Linked DNA regions of Callithrix jacchus: region 2 is linked to region 1. A link is a contact called in public Hi-C data. All regions are on one chromosome and are shown on one strand. The core of a region is the stretch at or near the end of the contact, and the rest is flanking DNA. Distances in the headings are between cores, read along the strand shown. Region 1 has its middle 360 kb from the start of CRPPA. Region 2 has its middle 250 kb from the start of DGKB.

Evidence for each region. Hi-C and Micro-C count contacts between places; a contact is called where the count stands out from the background.
Region 2: a contact with region 1 is called in a Hi-C map of skeletal muscle, with 5 times the contacts expected there. The contact joins two enhancer-like sites. A contact is called at or near these places in 2 of 3 Hi-C or Micro-C datasets (both in skeletal muscle).

The regions. Positions count from the first base shown.
Region 1 is chr11:42,404,383-42,410,233 of calJac240_pri, reverse strand. No RefSeq gene overlaps it. Among named protein-coding and RNA genes, the nearest start is that of CRPPA, 360 kb to the right of the region's middle. Within about 2 kb of position 1,548, at least 2 of the 16 cell types and tissues checked have an H3K27ac peak or open chromatin away from gene starts, as enhancers often do. A contact at or near this core is called in skeletal muscle, where this site is marked.
Region 2 is chr11:43,312,131-43,318,086 of calJac240_pri, reverse strand. No RefSeq gene overlaps it. Among named protein-coding and RNA genes, the nearest start is that of DGKB, 250 kb to the left of the region's middle. Within about 2 kb of position 2,961, at least 2 of the 16 cell types and tissues checked have an H3K27ac peak or open chromatin away from gene starts, as enhancers often do. A contact at or near this core is called in skeletal muscle, where this site is marked.

The DNA.
Region 1 (5,851 bases), core at 299-2,798:
AAAAGATGAATTTTGCCAAAAGTAGAGATCTATGAGTAAACTATATAAAGCAAATAAATAGGCAAAAAATATATTTTGAATGAAGTAAATGTTTTCAATCAGAGTCTTCCTATCTGTAAGGTCTCTTTCTTTTTATGAGTCATTTTTACTTGAGGGCCTTTATGAATATTAGGATCACAAAAATGACTCTTGGAAATGATGTAGTAGGCAGCTGACATTTCCATGGATATCCATATTTCAGAATAATTCTTGTAATATCAACACAAATGTTTCTTTTTTTCCATTAACTATAGTATCTTCAAATTTGGTGATACTGAAACACCAAATAAATCTCAGCCACTCTTAGCTGATAAAGAGAACATTGGATTCTGAAGCCATAATCAAATTCCTGTATTGCAACCCTGCTTATTGTTTCAACAGAGGAGCTGAGTGCAAATGTGTGGGAAGAATGTTTATCATCTTCTTACAGATCAGAAAGTGATGCATAGGGATTAAACTATATTTATGAGGTCAACAAAACATTAACAGAACTGTGATGAGCCAAATCTGCATTCCATAAAAAGTCTAAAATTAAACTGGGTTTCCAAATGACATGTAACTAGTATTTGAAAACGTCTTATAAAATTAATGTATTCCTGTCTCTATGCTTTTCACTTCAGCTCTAATTTGGACTGTCAACATTTTATTATATTCACAGGAAATTCCTGGTGGAGTTTGTCAATTGGTCTCAGAGCATAAAGTTCTAAGTCACAAACATATACATATGCATTTTTTAAAATTTAAATAATGTGTATCTCTAAAATGCACCATATCATCCGTGCTAAGTAAACCTAACCTAGGTCTGGCAGACACCATTGGAAGGCTACAGATATCCCTGTGGATATTTGTACAAAAAAGATTTTGCTTTTAAATGAGGAAAAGAACTGCAGAAATGCAAATTCTCACTCTTCTTAGCTTGGCTCTAACAGCTATTTTCTGGCCAGTCAGAGGATGCTAATAATTGACCTGGATGGAAAAATATGACTGTAGCTGTCTTTTTTTCTAATTATTCAGAATCTTAATGATTGCAATTCAAAACCTTAATGATTGCAAATCTTAATTGATTTGTTCTTTTGGGCACTCATATGAATGATTTCTATATTGTGCTGAATTTTAGTAAAAATTGGTAGATGTGTTTTAGTGAAAGTCAGTAGCCATCTCTGTCCATTAGTATCTCCAACATTTTAAGAAACAAGCTTCTCCTCAAAGATGGTCTGATAATATTCTTACAAATTCTTTTCAGATTTGAATTACAGCTAAGATAGTAACATATGTAGCATCTCACTCTCTCTATGTGTGGGTGAGAGAGAGTGAGCAAATAAGCCAAAAATAAGGATTTTGCAGACAAGCCTCAGATGAATGCCTCAGAGACTTCTTAGTCCAACTGCATTTTCTGTAGTTAGCATACAATCTACCCTGTGTGAAAACACTCACAAATAAACAGGAATCTGAGCTCAGCAACACTCCTGCTTACTTTCTCTTCCTCTCTCCGCCCCTCCACAAGTCTTTTCACTTCCTAATCTGCCAAATCAAATGCTAAATCAGGAGCAATAGCCTACAATTAGCTTTTTCAATTAAAATGTAGAGTTCAAAGTTGACTCCAGAGTGAGTAATTGCTTTTGAAAACCACAACCAGCAGGCAGCTGCCAGATTATTACAACAGTTTATTTAACCTCAAAACATCTGATCAATTTTATTATCTGGGCAGAAGGCAGATATCCTGGAGAGGATTTTAAATATACTATACATCCTAGTTGTGTGAGAGAAAATTAAAATTCTTCAACACCATAAATATCCTTTTGCCATCACCTTGCTGAGAAAACAAACTCAAACCACACTTTCTTCATTCGAAAGTCAACAGAAAGGAAGAACACTGTGACATTCAGCTAGGGTCGGAGTGTGGGGAAGGGGCCAGGAACAGACAATTTACAAAATTACAAGGTTTGAAAACATTCAAACATCCGGCTCATGATGTTTGGGGTTTTTATTCATCCAGAAAGGAAAAGTAGAGAGGGCTGCCAACGTCACCAAAACAAAGAGTATCATGTTTCCAGAATCCTGATTTGGCTGCCTTCACACTGGCGACCTTATTATTTGGAAATCCACTCTATGGCTCCAGTGACGCCGTGGTTGAAACCGTGGTAATACGTACATTGACTGGAGGGCTCTCAGAACTCTTGCCTCCACAGAGGGGCACCTCGAGGAATTTCTCCCAACTCCTTTTTTCTGACCTTACTACCCAAAGCCTACCAGCCTTTCCTGCACATCTTGGTTTTAATTCCACAATGTCTCTGCAAGCCCATTAGAACCTACGACATTAAGCAGGTTGTATTATTTGAGCCCCTCCCCAATCTTCAGAGGCAATATTAGGTAAGAACATAGACACTAGCAGTCTTTCTGAATTACGATCCCAGTTCAACCATTTACTATTAAATAACAAGATGAACTCCAGCAAATAACTTTTCTGTTGCTCATTTTCCTCATTCATAACACCACACCTGTGTTGTGAAGACTGAACAATTATCATGTGTAAAGTGTTTACACTTGTGCCTGATACATAGTAAGTGCTACGCAAGTTTTAGCTGTTGGTTTTTATCACTCACTCCAGATGCAGGCTTTAGTTCCCCCTGGCTCTCAGTCTTGCCTGTTAGACAGTTTTACCCGGTCTCAGGCCCAGCTCCCAGCTCTTGGAACATCTCTTCAGATAGTCTGGATGAGGGTTCACACAGTTAGATACCTGGGCTGTGCTTGTGCCCTTACTCTGAGGTCTCTTTGTAAGAAAGCTGTAATACATTCATGTACCTCTTATATTTCCAGAAGTTTAACCACCTTGAACAATGTCCCAGATAGATGCAGAACACAAGTAACTCTCAACTGTAGTTGTCTCCAAAATAAATCATCCTTCGCTACCACAAGAGTGTTGCTGGATACTACTTCCCATCTCTGCATTTGAGGAATATTTCCATTGACTCTTTTCTGCCCTAGTCCAACAAATGTCAATTTGACAGGAAAAAAAAAATACATTCTTATCACAAGACAATTTAGAAAGTGTTCATTGCAAATAAACCATTTAATTCTAGAAAACGACACTTCAGTGTCCCCAAAAACACAAGAACACCATCTTATCTTTGTGTTTCATTTTTTGTTAAAGGTCTTTTATGCCAGCGCAGGGCTCAGTGGCTCCTGCCTATAATCCCAGCACTTTGGGAGGCTGAGGTGGGTGGATCACGAGGTCAGGAGTTCAGGATCAGCCCGGTCATCATAGTGAAACCCTGTCTCTACTAAAAATACAAAAATTAGCCAGGTGTGGTGGCACGCACCTGTAATCCCAGCTACTCAGGAGGCTGAGGCAGGAGACTCACTTGAACCCGGGAGGCAGAGGAGACTGTCATTGCACTCTAGCCTGGGTGACAGAGTGAGACTCTGTCACAAAAAAAAAAAGATCTTTTATGCCTATTCCCCAATCTCCATTTGTTTTCCCCTCTAGAACCATGCTAACATATTTGATATCCTTGAATTTCTATGAATTCTTCTAGAATATGAAACATTTTATGTGTATTTTAAAGTTTATTGATTTATAACTGAATAATCAGTGAAGGTTATTGATTCATACAGATTTTTATTCATTGCTTGCTACTTTTAAGCACTCAACTGTGTTCTTATAATATATGCATGATATTTTGTCTACATGTCATTTGTTGCTTTTAACTACTCCAGAATACTCCAGAGTATCTGCCTACTGCATTTTTACCTAACCACTCAATGCTTGCCATATACAAAAACATTAACGTCTAATAGTTAACCTCATATTCCATCAACTTGATCTAAAGTCAGTGATTCTGATTAATTCAGCAAGGGAATTTTTTTCTCCAGTCTTTCATTTAAGAGTTTTCCACCTGATTTATCAAGACAAATAATTCTTTTACTTTCTAGTAAAGACGCACTTAGACAAATTGGCAATTTTTGGTTTGAAATCTGATTGTTGGCAACCAACATGTTTTGATAAAAGTAAGTATCTTTCAGAGACACTAAACAATATAAAGCATAGACGTCTTAAAAGCTTTGTGGAGGTAGTCAGGCCATGAATGAAATCTAAATAATAACAAGCCAGCTGTGTTTTCAATATCTGTCGGATTATATTTATAAAAACGTAGAAAATGCACAAGATCCCAAAGGTGTTTATTCAAGTTTCTACACTGCAGCATTATTTGATATAATGAAATACAGGAAACAATTTAAATATGTATTAACAGAAGTCTGGTGTCTAACTAAAATATAGGATTTTATGCAACCAAAAAAATGATGTACTTCTGTAAGTACTGACACAGAAACATCTTAAAAATACAGTTAGCAAAAAAAAAAAAAGTCACTGAAGAATATTTTTTATATGACCCAGTTTTTGTTAAAAAAAATTAAGGAAATATGCATGTATAGTAACTTGTCTATATACAGGATTTCATGTGCTAGAAAATATTGTAAGAGATTCAGACTGCACAGAGGAAAAGCAAGATCTAAAGGAAGGAGAAAAAATATTTGTTTACCTTTTCATCTTTATCCTTCAGTACAATTTACATATTTTTATTTATTTACAACTAATATGTGCTAATTTTATACTGAACTTTTCTAAACATAAAGAAAATAAAATGTGACGGGCAAGCCTGGCTTTTGAGCTAGGCTGGAGGTATGGTTTTACTTACAAATGGGAGTAATGAAGGAGACGGCCTTGTCCTAGAATCATTCAGGAAAGGAGAGGCAGATGTAAAAAAAGGCTATGAAGAGCAGGTCACGGAATCAGCTCTATCCCAAGTCGCTTATTAAACGGCAATGTATAATCAAAATAACTTAGTCGTTTCCCTGTTGACACATCACTTGCAAAGTTGTGTATGTGTGTGTGTTTGTGTTTTATTGCAAAGAAAAAGAGAACAAAAAAAACAAAAATGTTTTCATTTAAACAGAAGAAGCAATATTGAGTGAACTGGAGGAGTTAGTGAAAAACTCTTGTGACTACTGATGTTAACAGCAGGTAACTAAAAAAAGAAATCAGGTAGAAATAGTTTTCAAATGGCTAATAGGAAACTTTTTTTCATTAAAAATAAATTTGAAATAACCAAACATCTTCTTTTTTTCTTGCTGAAAATTTTGTAAATTCAAATTTAAAATTTATTTTACTACATAAGAAGCTATTAGCATCTCGATTTTTCATAAAGATTTTTCTTTTGAACTTTTAAAATGCTGTTTCATTGCTTAATGTTTCAAAATGAGTTATAGAAATCATTTTTAGTTTATCTCCAAATGATCAAACATAAAAAGTTCAATCCAAAATTGAACTTGGAGTCTTATGTTAGAATGTGACCATATTTGAATTTACAGAAACCAGGAAATCATATATACAACTTTTAATGAAAATATTTAAAAAGTTCAAATACAGACCATTCATTCTGCAGTAGGAAGTGCTCTTACTCTTGAGAAATACTAATTGTTATTTTTCCTGAAGCAGGTAGCAGATTGCTGCTTTAAACTTGAGATTTAAACATTTGATTTTGCTACTATATAATCAAAACAGCTGCCCAGTTAAAAACGTTTATCTGAAATATCTGGGCACAGTGTAACAGAAAATGACAGACTAACAGATAAATATATTAATTATATCCACAGCAAATAAAACAACAACAAACCCCCCAAAATTTGGTGAAGTGTTCACCCATTCCAAGATGCTTTACATTGTTAGATGCAAATAATCTATATTTCATTTTGAGACAATGATTTTAAATTCTGAACTTTTCACATATAAAAATAAAAATACAGTTACATA
Region 2 (5,956 bases), core at 1,712-4,211, 910 kb before region 1:
TTTTAAGCGTATTTAAATAATTTATAGGTATTTATATAAATAAGTAAATATTCATATAAAATCTTACTTACATCATTCATTTGTTCAGTAATTGTGTATGTACCATGTGTTGAGTATGATACATTGGAAACAAAACAGACAATGACCCTAGGCCTTGTATATATTATTATAGGAAATGAAAGATACTAAGTAATAAACATAATAAATAAGCCTGTTATATGGATACTAGAGACATCACAGGAAAAAGAGATTAAGTACAGCCAGATAAGGACTGGTGGTGCTGAGTAAGAAGAGAACAGGTTGCTCTGTTAAGGGGAATCACCAGAAAGACGCTTGAGCAGAGACTTGGGATGAATCAAGAGTGAGCCAGGCTGACATGTCGGGGGAAGACCACCCAGGTGGAGGGAGCAATGAGTGCAAAGTCCCAGGGCAGCTGAGTGTATGGTGTACTCAAGGGACAGCAAATATGCTGGTATGGGGAGCCCAGAGTAGGGAGGAAGAGAGTAGTAAAGAGGAGTCAGAGAGGAAGAAAGCACGCATCATACGGAGCCCTTTGGACATTGTAAAAACTTTGGCTTTTACTTTCAGTGAAATGCTGGGCTGTTTGTAGGTTTGAAACAGAGTAGGAACAGGATCCATTCTATGTTTTAAGAAAAGTTATCATTCCAGGTGCTATATTAAGAAGACTATTTAAGGGAAAGGGGGGAAAGTGGAGAAACCAGGGAGAAGGCTACTGCAGTAATCCAGTAAGAAGCTGGATGGGAGTAAAAGCAGTGAAGGTAATAAGTGGTCACATTCTTCATATATTTTTGGTGTAACATCAATCAGACTTCCTAATGAATTCAGTGTGGGGAGTATAAAAAGTAGAGGAGTCCAGGATGATCCAAGCTTTGTTTGAGGAAGTGGAATTTTGGTGTTTCTGACAACTGAGATAGAGAAGTCTTTGGATGGAGCAAGATTAGGGGTGCAAGAGGGAGGTCAGATGCTCAGTTTGAGAAATGCTGAGTTCAAAAGGGCTCTTATTTATTCAGTAGAATTCCAGTAGATAGTTGGAGAAAGATAATGGAGAATGATTGTATTTTTTATTTTCCCATGTTAGGAAACTTTTAATAACTTAAATTGACATTCTAAACTTTGTCAATAGATTATAAAAATACATCTTAATTAGATTCTAAATAGCATCATAAAATCATAAAAATTTATAGCAGTCAAGGTTCTATAGAAATTAAAACAACGTCCATGAATACTGAAAAGCTGTTTCACTGAAATATACTAAAAATATTCTGTGGAGAGTTTGAGAAAAACTACCTAGAAATAATTATTGATAAATTTTGGTTATATATGGTGTTGAGGTAAACAAATGTATTATTTTAGAATAGTTCATAAAGTATTATTTTAGAATAGTTATTTAATATCATAAATATTCATAAAGTATTACTTTAGAACAGTTATTTAATATCTCTAAAATTAAGAAAGTTTCTTTCAGACTTTTTTAATTCAAAAGAATTATGAAGAGATTTATATTCAATAATAATAAGTAGGCACATCACAAGTAATATTCTGCAAGAGACGCTAAAGAATAGACTGCAACAGAAACCTGGGTGACTACATTACACTGCTTCGGCAGTTACAACCTCCAAACACTAAATGTGAGGGGAAAAAAGGGATGGGCGCAGTGGCTCACGCCTGCAATCCCAACACTTTGGGTGGCCGAGGCAAGCAGATCATGAGGTCAAGAGATCGAGACCCTCCTGGTCAACATGGTGAAACCCCAAAACCCCATCTCTACTAAAAATACAAAAATTAGCTGGGCATAGTGGCATGCGCCTGTAGTCCCAGCTACTTGGGAGGCTGAGGCAGGAGAATTGCTTGAACCCAAGTGGTAGATGTTGCACAGCCGAGATCACACCATTGCACTGCAGTCCGGGCAACAAAAGTGAAACTCTGTCTCAAAAAAAACAAAAGGAAAGAAAAGAAAAAGAAAAAGAAAAAATATATCATGTAACATTTTTTAAAGGCAATTTTAACACATTTTAGCCATTCACTTAGGTTCTTATATCAGACTAAACTCGAAAAAGACACATCTATCTAAGATTGCAGGACTAACATTACTATTCTGAAAGCTTTCCAACCACTTTAGAAGCCTCTCTAAGGTCGACTCAAGCAAGATATTTACACCTATCAGTGCTTTGGCATCATCAACCTGTCTCTAACTATATGGCAATAAACACTTAAAGTTTCAAATCCTGCACTTTTGGAAGATGTTCTGGAAATGAAAGTGTGATTTACTTTAAATGCTATGTCCTGGAGGAACACTTCTAAACCTTAATAAACACGGGATACAGACATCATCATTCACCGCAGTACACAGTGATCTTATCTGCAGGCAGTGGGCTGTCTCTGTAGAAATGCTAGACCTCAGTGAACACACAGGAATCAAAGCTGGTCCCGAGCAATGGTGTAGAGGCTAAATATATCTCAGCAAACATGCAAGCTCACAGGCCTTAAATGACCTGTTAGCCACACAGAGGTTTACTGCAGATTCTGATTGCACAGAGTACAGCCAGTTAATGCCAGCTGCACTGGCCTCAGTAAAGGTACAGGTCATTAGCCAGCACAGGCAGCTTGAGGGCACATATGCTCAGTTTGAATTTAATTTTAAACTATGCCTAGCATACCTACTAAAGGGAGAGGAGAATGCCAGCATATGCTGGTGGCAGGTCTCAGACCCTAATAAGCTAGTGCAACAGAAGTAAGGAATCAGAAAAAGCAATGGAAAAATGAGAGACAGTCTTTATAGCTCTGTAATACATTAATAGTTAGATCAACGTTTCCTGTTTCAAAAGCATTCACAAGGCCCTAAGCTCAAATGTGGTAGGGCACCACCTGGTTAGCCAGCATGTGCTGCCCAAAATATTATCATGCATCCAGAGTTAAGAAGGAAATTGTGGAGAGGCTGACCTTGAATTCAAGAGCTTGTCCACGGCTTGTGTATCATCCCTACCACATGGTCTTCATTTGGCTCTGTATTGGCTAATTACGTACGAGAAAGAAAGAATCTTTCCTTAGGAGGCAGGCTATTTTTTAAGCCGAAGCATTTTCCTAAGAGGCAATAGAAATAGTTCCTCAGACTCAAAACTGAAAAGGAAGTATGCACGCTCTGTCACTAGATGGAGCCCTCACTCAATGCAGTTTCGGGGTGTCAAAATATAGGACTCAAAACACAACAGAGTGAAAATGCTTTCAATAATGGTGGATGTGAAACAGAGGCACCTGGAATAAAGCTGGCAGCTGGGGGATACCCTCATTGCAGAAATTCTGATAGGCTCTATGGAAAAATCTAGTTGGAAGTCATTTAGGATGAACAATGGAACTTCAGCCTTGAAGTTGGATTAATGTTTTGATCTTGTTCAGAGCCTTCCGGGAGAGTTGTCCTAGGGGCAAATCCCATTTGTCTATTATTAGTCCCAGGTGGATAATTAGATGCGCATTGGTTGATGGGGTGGAGAGACATCAATAAAGTGACAAATGAGCAGGAAGATTGCTGATCTTCTTCACTAAGAAAGGGAGCAAAGTTTATGATTGACTTTAGGTCAGGGGTTGGCATGCTGTTCCTATAAAGGGCTAACCAGAACATATTTTAGCTTTGCAAGGCTTGTCATAACTACTCAGCTCTGCCACTGTGCAATATGAAAGCAGCCACGGACAATATGTAAACAAATGAGTGTGAATCTACCACTGATTTACTGATTGCCGATTATACCATTAGTTCATATTTCCCAATTCAAGGGAGTCTCATTCTGTCACGCCCAGACTAGATTGCAGTGGTGCGATCTTGGCTCACTGCAACCTCCACCTCCTGGGTTCAAGTGATTCTCCTGCCTCAGTCTCCCACGTAGCTGGGATTTACATGCATCCAACACCAATGCCTGGCTAATTTTTGTATTTCTAGTAGAGACGGGGTTTCAAAGACCTGTGTTGGCCAGGCTGGTGTCAAACTCTTGACCTCAAGTGATAAACTCATCTCAGCCTCCCAAAGTGCTGGGATTACAGGCATGAGACACCGCGCTGGCTAATCGGTGTCTTTTTTTCTTTTTCTTTTTTTTATTGTACTTTAGGTTCTAGGATACATGTGCAGATCATGCAGGATTGTTGCATAGGTACACATATGGCAATATGGTTTGCTGCCTCTATCCACCTATCAACTACATCTTGGCATTTCTCCACGTTATCCCTCCCCAACCTCCCAACCCCCCTCTGTCCCTCCCTTGGCACCCCCCAACAGACCCCAGTGTGTGATGCTCCCCTCCCTGTGTCCTTGTGTTCTCTTTGTTCCACACCTGCATATGAGTGAGATTTTCTCATATCTCAATCCAGTGTTTGATTTTCTGTTCTTGCATCAGTTTACTGGTAATGATGGTTTCCAGATGCATCCATGTCCCTACAAAGGACATGAACTCATCATTTTTTATGGCTGCATGGTATTCCACATTGTATATGTGTCACATTTTCTTGGTCCAGTCTGTCATCAATGGGTATTTGGGTTGGTTCCAGGTCTTTGCTATTGTAAACAGTGCTGTGATGAACATACCTGTGCATGTGTCTTTATAACAGAACAATTTATAATCCTTTGGGTATATATCCAGTAATGGGATTGCTGGGTCAAATGGTATTTCTGTTTCTAGATCCTTGAGGAACTGCCACACTGTCTTACATGATGGTTTAACTAATTTGCACTCTCACCAGCAGTGTAAAAGTATTCCTATTTCTCCACATCCTCTCCAGCATTGGTTGTCTCCAGATTTTTTAATGATTGCCATTCTAACTGGCATGAGGTAGTATCTCAATGTGGTTTTGATTTGCATTGCTCTAATAATTGGTGACCTTTTTCACAGAACTGGAAAAAACCACCTTAAACTTCACATGGAACCAAAACAAAGCCCACATAACCAAGACAATCCTAAGCAAAAAAGAAACAAGCTGGAGGCATCATGCTACCTGATTTCAAACTATACTACAAGGCTACAGTAATCAAAACAGCATGGTCCTGGTACCAAAACAGAGATATAGACCAATGGAACAGAATAGAGGCCTTTGAGGCAATGCCACACATCAAGAACCATCTGATCTTTGATAAGCATGACAAAAACAAGCAATAGCGAAAATATTCCCTGTTTAATAAATGGTGTTGGGAAAACTGGCTAGCAGTGTGCAGAAAGCAGAAACTGGACCCCTTCCTGACACCTTACACTAAAATTAAGTCCAGATGAATTAAAGACTTAAACATAAGACCTAACACCATAAAAACCCTAGAAGAAAACCTAGGCAAAACCATTCAGAATGTAGGCACAGGCAAAGACTTCATGACTAAAACACAAAAAGCATTGGCAACAAAAGCCAAAATAGACAAATAGGATCTAATTAAACTTCAGAGCTTCTGTACAGCAAAAGAAACAATCATTAGAGTGAACTGGCAACCAATAGATTGGGAAAAAATTTTTGCAATCTCCCCATCTGACAAAGGGCTAATATCCAGAATCTACAAAGAACTACAACAGATTTACAAGAAAAAACAAACAAACCTATCCAAACGTGGGTGAAGGATATGAACAGACACTTTTCCAAAGAAGACATATATGAGGCCAATAAACATATAAAAACATGCTCATTGGTGTCTTTTCTTATAATTTACTTGGAACAGTTGGAGTCAATAATGTGACCACTCCACATTCCATCTGCAGACAAATAAGAAGGAGTTTGTTTCAGTCTTCTTCAGGCAACCCATGTATCAGGAGAATGTTACTCTATTACCGGTTCTAGTTGAATTTGATTAGGCCTAACCTGTAATTACATACTCCATTAATAATGACTGGTTCAGAGAATCTGGTTTAAGCCAGTGAACATTTGTAATATGTGATTTCAACTATGACTAGTTGGGGGTGGGTACAGTTACCTG